Regions from separate parts of the Sus scrofa genome. Here region 1 is linked to region 2. Evidence: chromatin contacts called from public Hi-C data. All regions are on one chromosome and are shown on one strand. Each heading gives the region's core, a stretch centred on a gene start, on an enhancer-like site or on the middle of the called end of the contact. The rest is flanking DNA. Distances are from core to core; before and after follow the strand shown. Region 1 holds the start of MPPED2 (metallophosphoesterase MPPED2). Region 2 overlaps LOC100517025.

The links. Hi-C and Micro-C count contacts between places; a contact is called where the count stands out from the background.
Region 1: a contact with region 2 is called in a Hi-C map of embryonic fibroblasts, with 1.8 times the contacts expected there. The contact joins the promoter of MPPED2 here to the enhancer-like site in region 2. A contact is called at or near these places in 5 of 47 Hi-C or Micro-C datasets (brain, embryonic fibroblasts, fetal heart ventricle and 2 more) and 1 of 2 datasets of contacts at active chromatin or transcription factors (skeletal muscle).

Annotation. Positions count from the first base shown.
Region 1 is chr2:30,038,424-30,042,354 of Sscrofa11.1, reverse strand. MPPED2 (metallophosphoesterase MPPED2) reads right to left here and starts at 2,013. Exons shown (of 7, transcript XM_003122896.5): 1 at 1,717-2,013.
Region 2 is chr2:29,789,016-29,793,386 of Sscrofa11.1, reverse strand. All of the region lies in intron 40 of LOC100517025, which reads right to left. Among named protein-coding and RNA genes, the nearest start is that of MPPED2, 250 kb to the left of the region's middle. Within about 2 kb of position 2,461, at least 5 of the 83 cell types and tissues checked have an H3K27ac peak or open chromatin away from gene starts, as enhancers often do. A contact at or near this core is called in embryonic fibroblasts, where this site is marked.

The DNA of each region.
Region 1 (3,931 bases), core at 764-3,263, 250 kb before region 2:
TAGGGTAGGCAGGTGGCGGGGGGGGGGGGGTCAGAAACTACACACACACACACACACACACACACACACACACACACACTCGTGCGCGCGCGCACCCTGCCCTCCCGGCTCAAGGCCGGCTCGTCCCAGCTACAGCTCCCCCTTCCTTCCTGGAGCACCAGCTCGCCTTACTCTCTCAGTCCCCCGAAGCCACCGCCGTAGTCTCCACTGCCGCCGCCGCTGCTGGCACTGTTGGCGCTGGCGCTCGCGGCCCCAGGCTCCGCTGGGCGCCTGTCTTTCTTTCTCTCCCTCTCCCCCAGCCCCAAATTGATTGATGACCACCAGCGGCCAATGGCTCTGACACCGCGCCATCCTCGCTCGAGCATCACAGCCCCACGCCCCCGACGTCAGCCTCCAGGGCGTGTTGGCATCCCCGAACCGTCAGAGCGCAGCCCGCGCCCGGAGCTGCCGCCTCCTCCCGGCTCTCTGCTGGGCTGCTTCCCTAGAGCGGCGGAGAAAGGAGGAGAGGGAGCCAGCAGGCGTTGGAAGGGAGTGTGAAGGCCACGGATTTTTCCCCTCTTTGGAATCTTTTTTCCACTTAAAGTTTTGTTTTTTTCCACCCTGACCTGTTTGTGTTTGTTTGCAGCATCTCAAATCAATTACACATTTTTCATAACCCGCATTTGCACTTAATTTGGGGTGTGTGGGAGTGCGCGTGGAATAAATCTACTCCACTGGGGCATCCTTAATTTCTTTTCTTGCTGGTGGATTTTAATCCCCTCCCCAATCTCTAGGAAAATGCCCCCTTCACCTCCTAGGCCTCAAAACCCAGGAATTCAAAGGCTTTACAAAGATAACCCAGTTACATGTAAATAGCAAAGAAACTCCAGCCTCTCCTGGGAAGAAATCGGGAGGCAACGGTTACTTTTCTCGTCGCTCGTACCCCGCCACCCAGCCCGAGTCGCCAGCTCGCTCCGCAGGCTGCGATCGCGGAGACCGGGGGCGGCGGGGGAGAGCGAGGTCGGGGCGCGGGGAGAGGGTGAGAAACAGACCCGCGCGAGAGCGGCGCGCGCGCAGGCGGCCCGGGGGTGGCCGCGGAGCGCAGCCGGAGCACAAAGCTGCGCGGCGCCTTACCAGCCACTGCACCTCGCTCGGGCTGCCGCGGGCGCCCGGGGCTCGGGCCAACACAATGCACCCGGGCCTAGGCCGGGGCGGCTCGAACACATAACCCCGGGACTTTCTAGTAAACAGCTCGCCGTGCCCTTGTCCCCACCCCCAAACCCGCCGCCTGGCTTTCGCCGCTGCCCTACGCCTACACCCCTTCCTTCCCTCCTAAGAAATCCCGGAGGAGGAGGGAGAGGAGTGGTGGGGACCCCGGGAGGTCGGGGGGCGAAGACATGGGGCGGGGGAGGAGGGGAGAAGAGCAGAGGGGCAAGATGGGGAGCGGAGAGGAGACAGCTCCTAAAAAAGAATTCGCTTTCGTTCGGGGGTTGAAAATAAGCCCTCCTCGGGTTCCGAATTGCCCGGGAAGCGCCTGCTCGTGCGAATGTCAGGGGCACCAGGGCAGCCGCGGTCCGCAGCCTCCGAGCCCTTCGCACGCGCCTCTGACAAGGCACCTCTCACCCGGGCTCCGCTTTGTGTGTGCATTTTTTTCCCTTCCTCTCGCGCGCGGCACCGGGCGCCCGGCCGCCTCCTCCCCCTCCCCCGCCCTCCGCCTCCCTTCCCGGGGCGGATTACCTTTCCCGGGCTGCGCTCCGGGTCCCGGGGATGCCTTCAGCGCCCGGCGAGCAGGCGATCCATCGCGGAGCAGCCGGAGCCGGCTGGGGGCGCGCGGGGGCGGCGAGGGGCGCGGGCGGGCCAGAACCTTCGACCCCGGAGGTCCCGGCGCGGGCTGGGGCGGGGGATCGGGGGGCGCGGCGCTAGAGTGAGGCGGGGGGGAGAAAGGACGGGAGCAGTCTCGCTCTGGGGAGAGAGCAAGAGAGGGGGCGAGGAGAGGGAGCGAGGGCGCGGCGAGCCAGAGGGAGCGAGAGCGGTGCAGTGACAGGGACTGCCACTGGGGTCAAAGGAGCACAGCTCCAGGAAGCAGGGCGGCCGAGGCGTCGCTCCGTGCGCGCTCCCCGGCGGGACCCCGCGCCCCCGCGCGCCCCTACTGTAGCCCAGGCCCGCTGGAACCTCCGCTGGCGCCCCGAGGCACCGGGGTTGCAAGAGGAGGAGGGAGCTGAGGGCGAGGCCGGCAGCCTGCGGGTGCTCCCGGGTCAAGCAGGCGGCAGGAAGCTGTGCTGCAAGTTCATCATCATGAGTGTGATCAGCGTAAAAATGATAGGGGATAGGAGAAGGTGGCTGCGGAGCCCCAGGGAAATAAAGGGAGTTTTCCCTCCAAATGGGCGTCTTCTGCAAAGGGAACACACCCAGGCCCCAGGCCCCCCACCCACCGACCTGCCAGGCGCTGTCTGGAGTCCTGGCACAGCTCCAGGGCGAAGAGCTGGCGGCGGGGGCAAGGGGAGAGGCTTGGGGCACTGCCCTCAAACCAAGGAAGGCGACCCTGGTCCCCTCCCGTCTGCTGAGCTTCGACTTTCCTGGGGGAGAGCTGTGCACCCTTTTCTCAAGCCTTTCAACCACACACACACACACACACACACACACCACACACACACCCCTTTCTTTCTGCAGTGTTGTTCCTGAGAAAGAAAAGGCCAACCCAGCTGATAATGCTTTCACCTCCATGAATTAAGGCAGGTTCAGTATAGGGAGGCAAGGAGAGGCAAAGACGCTAATTGTTTCCATTTTTGTCTTTGGGGCACATTTCCCCCAAAGGATAAGCAATTCAAAAACGTTGTAAAAATCAAAGTTTGTCCCTTTTTCTCTACTACTTTGGATTACGGAAGAAAAGGTTTTCAGGAGGGTATGCAAGCAATCTAAGGAAAGGGAAAGCCACTGAAATGCTAGAAGACAAGGGACAATTAAGGCAAGGCTTTTAGAAAACTTGGTGGGGGGGGCGGGGCGGGGGAAGGAGGCTGACCGTGAAAGATGAGGTGGCCCTGTGATGTTATGCCATTGTCGGAGCTGAAGGTTTTGGACACCAACCAGCTCTCATTCCTTTCCAGGAGTCAGACTCAAAAATCTAGGCATTCTCCAAAGGAAAATCCAATGGGTAGTGTGTGAGAGGGAGAAGTGTGCTGAGTATACTGTGTGACAACTGACTAGACATCCTGGCTGAAATTATATCCCCTAAAAATAAAAAAAAAGGAGCCATTTCAACATGGTCTGCGGCCTCTGTGCTGAGACTAATTGGTTTCCAGGGTCTGGGGAAGACGGGAGAGGGGCTTGTAGGAGCCTCTATAAAAAAAAGATCAAACGGAATTCACTTAAAAATATTTCCTTTTTTACAATGGGCTTCCTTGGCACTTGAATTTTAAATAAGCTATTTCTTATGTCTGAGCTGAAATGAAGGGGAAATGGTCTTGCTAATGTATTTATTTTGTTGTGCAGTATGTCCAGAGTGTTGGTTCTTGTCAAACGTGCTAGAATCAAGCAGACAGTCACTTTCCTTGCCCAGCACAAACCATCGCCAGTGGCATTGATGTTGAAGAATGCCAAAGATGGGGTAGAGGGCACCTTTATATTTTGTTTTTGTTTTCCAGCCCAGCAGCAAATACTGACTAGAATCATGTTTTTGAAGAAATGCTGGGTTTTATTTTCTTTATTCTGTGAATTACTACTACTTATCTAAATGGTTAAAATTTTTCATCTGATTTTGACTGATTTAATCAGTCAAGAAAAGAAAAAAAAAGAAAAGAAAAGAATCAGGACCAGCTAAATAATTTCTGTGGTTTTTTTCTTCCTTAAAAAAATGATAGTCAATCAAAACAGCAAAACTAGTTCGTACATGATCTTAAACCAAAATAATGTGCACACACAAAATAAATAATAACCTGTTCTACTTTAGTGGTAC
Region 2 (4,371 bases), core at 1,212-3,711:
ATAAGTGCACAAACAGAAGAGCAGTGGATAGAACTGTGAGTTCCAAACCAAGATACCCTGTTTCTCTATGGACAAGAGGCAGTGACTTTGGGCAGGTTCTGGATACCTGTGGTCACTTTTCTGCTGAGTTTCAGCTCCCAACTGCCAGGGCTGTCAGTGTTCCCCATTATTCTCCTGACAGACAAAAGGAAAACAGCATGTATTCCCTTCTGTCTGTAAGAACAGGAAGTAAAATGGCTTCGTGATTGTAAGAAATGTCGACTTAATTAGCTTTTTCCTTCCAGGTAATAAGTGTTTTCTCCAAGGAATGCACAATATTAACAAGACTGTTGAAGTTTATATTTCCTTATCTTTTCCCACTTAAGATCCATAGATGCAAAAAAAAAAAAATCACACTCAAAGATGATAAGAAATCTTCATGGTTTATTGTTTTTTAACATAACAAGATAACATGACCACAGTGAAAGCAAGAATTTGCATCTGCTGACATTTCGAAATCTTCCAGTAAGAGGTACGTCCCATGTCCCTCCAAACCGTAAAGATATGGAAATCAGAAATATCTTCTCTTATATCAGGAGTTCTTTGCTTGGAAGTTCACGAGTGTTTTTCAGGGAGGCCTGTGAATGCCATGAAATGGTATGAGAAAAACATTTTTTATATGTGCCTTTTGTAAGTTTATGGCTTTTCAAAAGATTCTCAAAGGAGTATATGAATCAAAACAGTATGAGAACTCCTTTACAATAATCTACTGAGGTTTTCAATGTTGTCCATTCATTCATAAGTAATTTCACATAATTTCTGGATGTTTCTTCAAACTCGGCACTTGAGACAAAAATGTATAATCATCAAAGATCTATTTTTAAGAATACCAGTTGCCTAGTTTACACGACGCCATTTATTTCATTTGCCCAATATTGAGAAATGTTTCCTGCCACTGAAAAGCAGAGGGGACTATCCAACTATAACTCGATTTAATCTGACTCTGAGGATTGTAGTTCCTGAACAGCTGACTGAAATCAAATTCCATAAAGCAGACCCTCCATTTCCATTGTACTGCTGTAATTTTGGTTCGCAGTTTAGCACGAGTGGAAGGTGGCTGAACCTTGTCTTGCTGTCACAGTGCTCTGGCAGTGGGACTGCTGGGCCGCATCACTGAGTCCTTGTGGGTAGAGCCCTGCCCCAAGTGAATGAAAATAAGAGTCTCTGTTGTCTAGGCAATTACCATCTAGCTGGGGAGACAAAATATGTGCTCCACACATATGCAATTTTTTTCCCAACAGGCCATACTACAGCATGGAAAGACTAGAGAAAGTATACAGATTTTTCACTAGAATACAAAATTGCTATGGCTAACTCTGCCCTTGATTATCATATGTCTTATTATGAATTTATAACTTATAACTGATTTATCAGTGTTGGTAATTCTTCAAAATCTGACCATGAAAAATCCAGTTATTTTGAAGGATAAATTCCAGGACTCAATTTTTAAATAAATGACACAGATTTCTTTTCTAGAAGTGGATTTTCCTAAAATTTAGAGTCTTTGGCAATCTAAATAATTGGCCTGTCAGTCTTCTGTTTTCAAGTAGGTGAAAAAAGTTTTCTATCCTACAAGGGACAGAGAGAGAAATACATGTATATATTATACACACACACACACATTTATTTATATACACTCATATATACATATGAAGTAAAGTAGAAGTTGATATTTTAAAAATATTTATCAGAAGAGGTGCATTAAAACTTGATAAGGTTTGTAAAATTTATAGAGGCATCCCCTTCAAGGCCTGATGTGAGTTATGAAATCTAATTTTGTTTTCATAGCTCTGTGATAAAATTTTATCAATGTTATAAAAGGAGCCTTTACTAAGACTGACTGGAAATCTGAACTATCTGGCCAGGCAATAAAAACACATTCCTTCGCTGCAAAGTGTCAGACAAGCAAGGTTTAACTGAAATTGATCGATAAGTCTTCCTTTCACAGTTGAGTGCATTCACTTTACCTCATAGGATAATAGTTTTTTTTAATGGTTTTTCCATTAATATCAGACTTCAGTGTTAGTAAGAAGCAAGAAAGACATAAAAGGGAGAGAGACATGCCATCAAGAAAGAACGTTGCCATCTTTAATGGTAGAGCACTTGCGTTCAGATGAAGTGCTTATGTGAGGTGAGAGTTGAGACTTATCTTACTGATTGTTATGGGTTGAATTGTAGCCCCCCCCCACCAACCAGGAAAAAAAAAATTCACATGTCAAAGTCCCAAAGCCCAGCCTCTCAGAATGTGTTCTTATTTGGAAACAGACGATTGCAGATGTAATTAGTTCAGATGAGGTCATTCTGGAGTAGGTGGTCCTCTAATCCAACATGACTGGGGAAATCTGAACACAGGCACACAGGGAGAATGTCACATGGAGATGAGGCAGAGATCAGGGTGGTGATTCTACAAGCCAAGGAACACCAGATTGTCTGCAAACTGCCAGAAGCTAGAGCGGAGGCATGGAACAAATCCTTCCCTCACCCTTCAGAGGGAACCAACCCTGCTGGCACGTTGATCTTGGACTTCTAGCCTCCAGAACTGTGAGAAAATAAATTTCTGTTGTTTAAGCCACCCAGCATATGCTACTTTGTTAGGGCTGCCCTAGCAACTAACACACAGATGAATACAGCTTTGGGGTGGAGAAGTGAGACCCCTGATGGCTGGCTACGTCCCCACGAGCCAAGGAGGCTCCTCTCTCGTGCACACAGCAGTCTCCCCACCCCCTACCTCGGGTTAGTCATCCAAATGTAATGCACTTTGCCTAACTTAGCTGTCATCAGGGAAATCTTCCAAGCAGGCAGTGACTAAACCATCGTAAAATTATTCCTTGAAGGTACCCCATGAATTCAGGTTTAGGACTGCTGATAACCATACCTGAAATTTCTACAAGCTTTGAGGTTAGGCAGATCTGGGTTCAAATATCAGCTCTGCCACTTATTGGCTGATGGCTTTGGCAAGATATTTCACGGCTCAGAAACTTAGTTATCCCTTTTTTTTTTGGTCTTTTTAGGGCCACATCTGCAGCATATGGAGGCTCCCAGGCTGGGGTCTAATCAGAGCTACAGCTGCCGGCCTACACCACAACCACAGCCAACACCAGATCCGAGCTGCATCTGCGACCTACACCATAGCTCATGGCAACACCAGATCCTTAACCCACTGAGCGAGGCCAGGGACTGAACCTGCGTGTTCATGGATGCTAGTCAGATTCGTTTCCACCAAGCCATGACGGGAACTCCAGTTTCCCCATTTTTTAAATGTAAAAGTAGGAGCTGGAGGGAGTTCCTGCTGTGGCACAGTGGGTTAAGGATCTGGCATTGCCGCAGCTGGGATGTAGGTTGTATCAGATTGGTTCCCAGTCCCAGGAAATTCCATATGCCATGAGTGAGCCTGAAAAAGAAAAAAAGTAGAAGTAGGAAAAAAAAAAAAAAAAAAAACAAACCTATGTATCCTCAAGGCAGTTATTAGCATGGAATAAAACAGACAATAGTGTGAAAGTCCAGCAGGGTACCTGGCATGTGTCCACACTCTGACAGTATTAGCGCCCTTCCCTTCCATGATTATAATCAATCTCATTTGATCCTTACACAAACAGACTTGCCCAACAAATGCAGGAGGCAAGTCCTTCATCAGGCCTTTGACGCGAAGTCCAGAGATCTTTTGCTGGGAGGAAGCACCTCCCATCCTTGGCCAACACTAAGCCGTGCTGTGGCTTCCTTCTGTCCTTCTGTCGCTATGGTGAAATCTGGATTGCTGTCCTGAGGGTGAAGACGAAGGTCCTAGCAAACACTTTCAAACTTGTAGAAAGTCTAGGGATAGGCTCCCTCAGTCAGCTGGAATTCTGGCTGTCACAACTCTTGTTGCCCAATTGCATCTCGCTACTGAATCAAAATCAGACTTTTAAAGTTGGGTGGGCTTTAGGGATGGAAGAGTCTACTTTCCTTATGTTATAGTAGAGGAAGCAGCAGCTCAGATGAGACTCAGCCAGTTGGCATGGAGTTGAGCGGGCTTATAAACCACAGACTGTTCCTTCCATCCTGTTGGGTCCCCTGGAATCACAGGGTCAGCCCAGAAATGGAAGAACCAGAATAGATCCAAAGGTATGTAAAATATTCTCGGAATAAACCACTGCCATTGAAGAGCAATGTGGCTTTAGTGGAATCGCGGCCCTTCCTAACTCTAGGCTGCTTGGACCAAAGTAAAAGTGGACTTCAAAATGGTGCTGGGATTACCATTTATTCAGTAAAGGGGTGGGGAGGAGGATGCATCCGTGAGTGCTTTTTTGCATCTGCTCTGTGGTAAGGGTGCAGTTTACTTGTCTTACTCCCCAG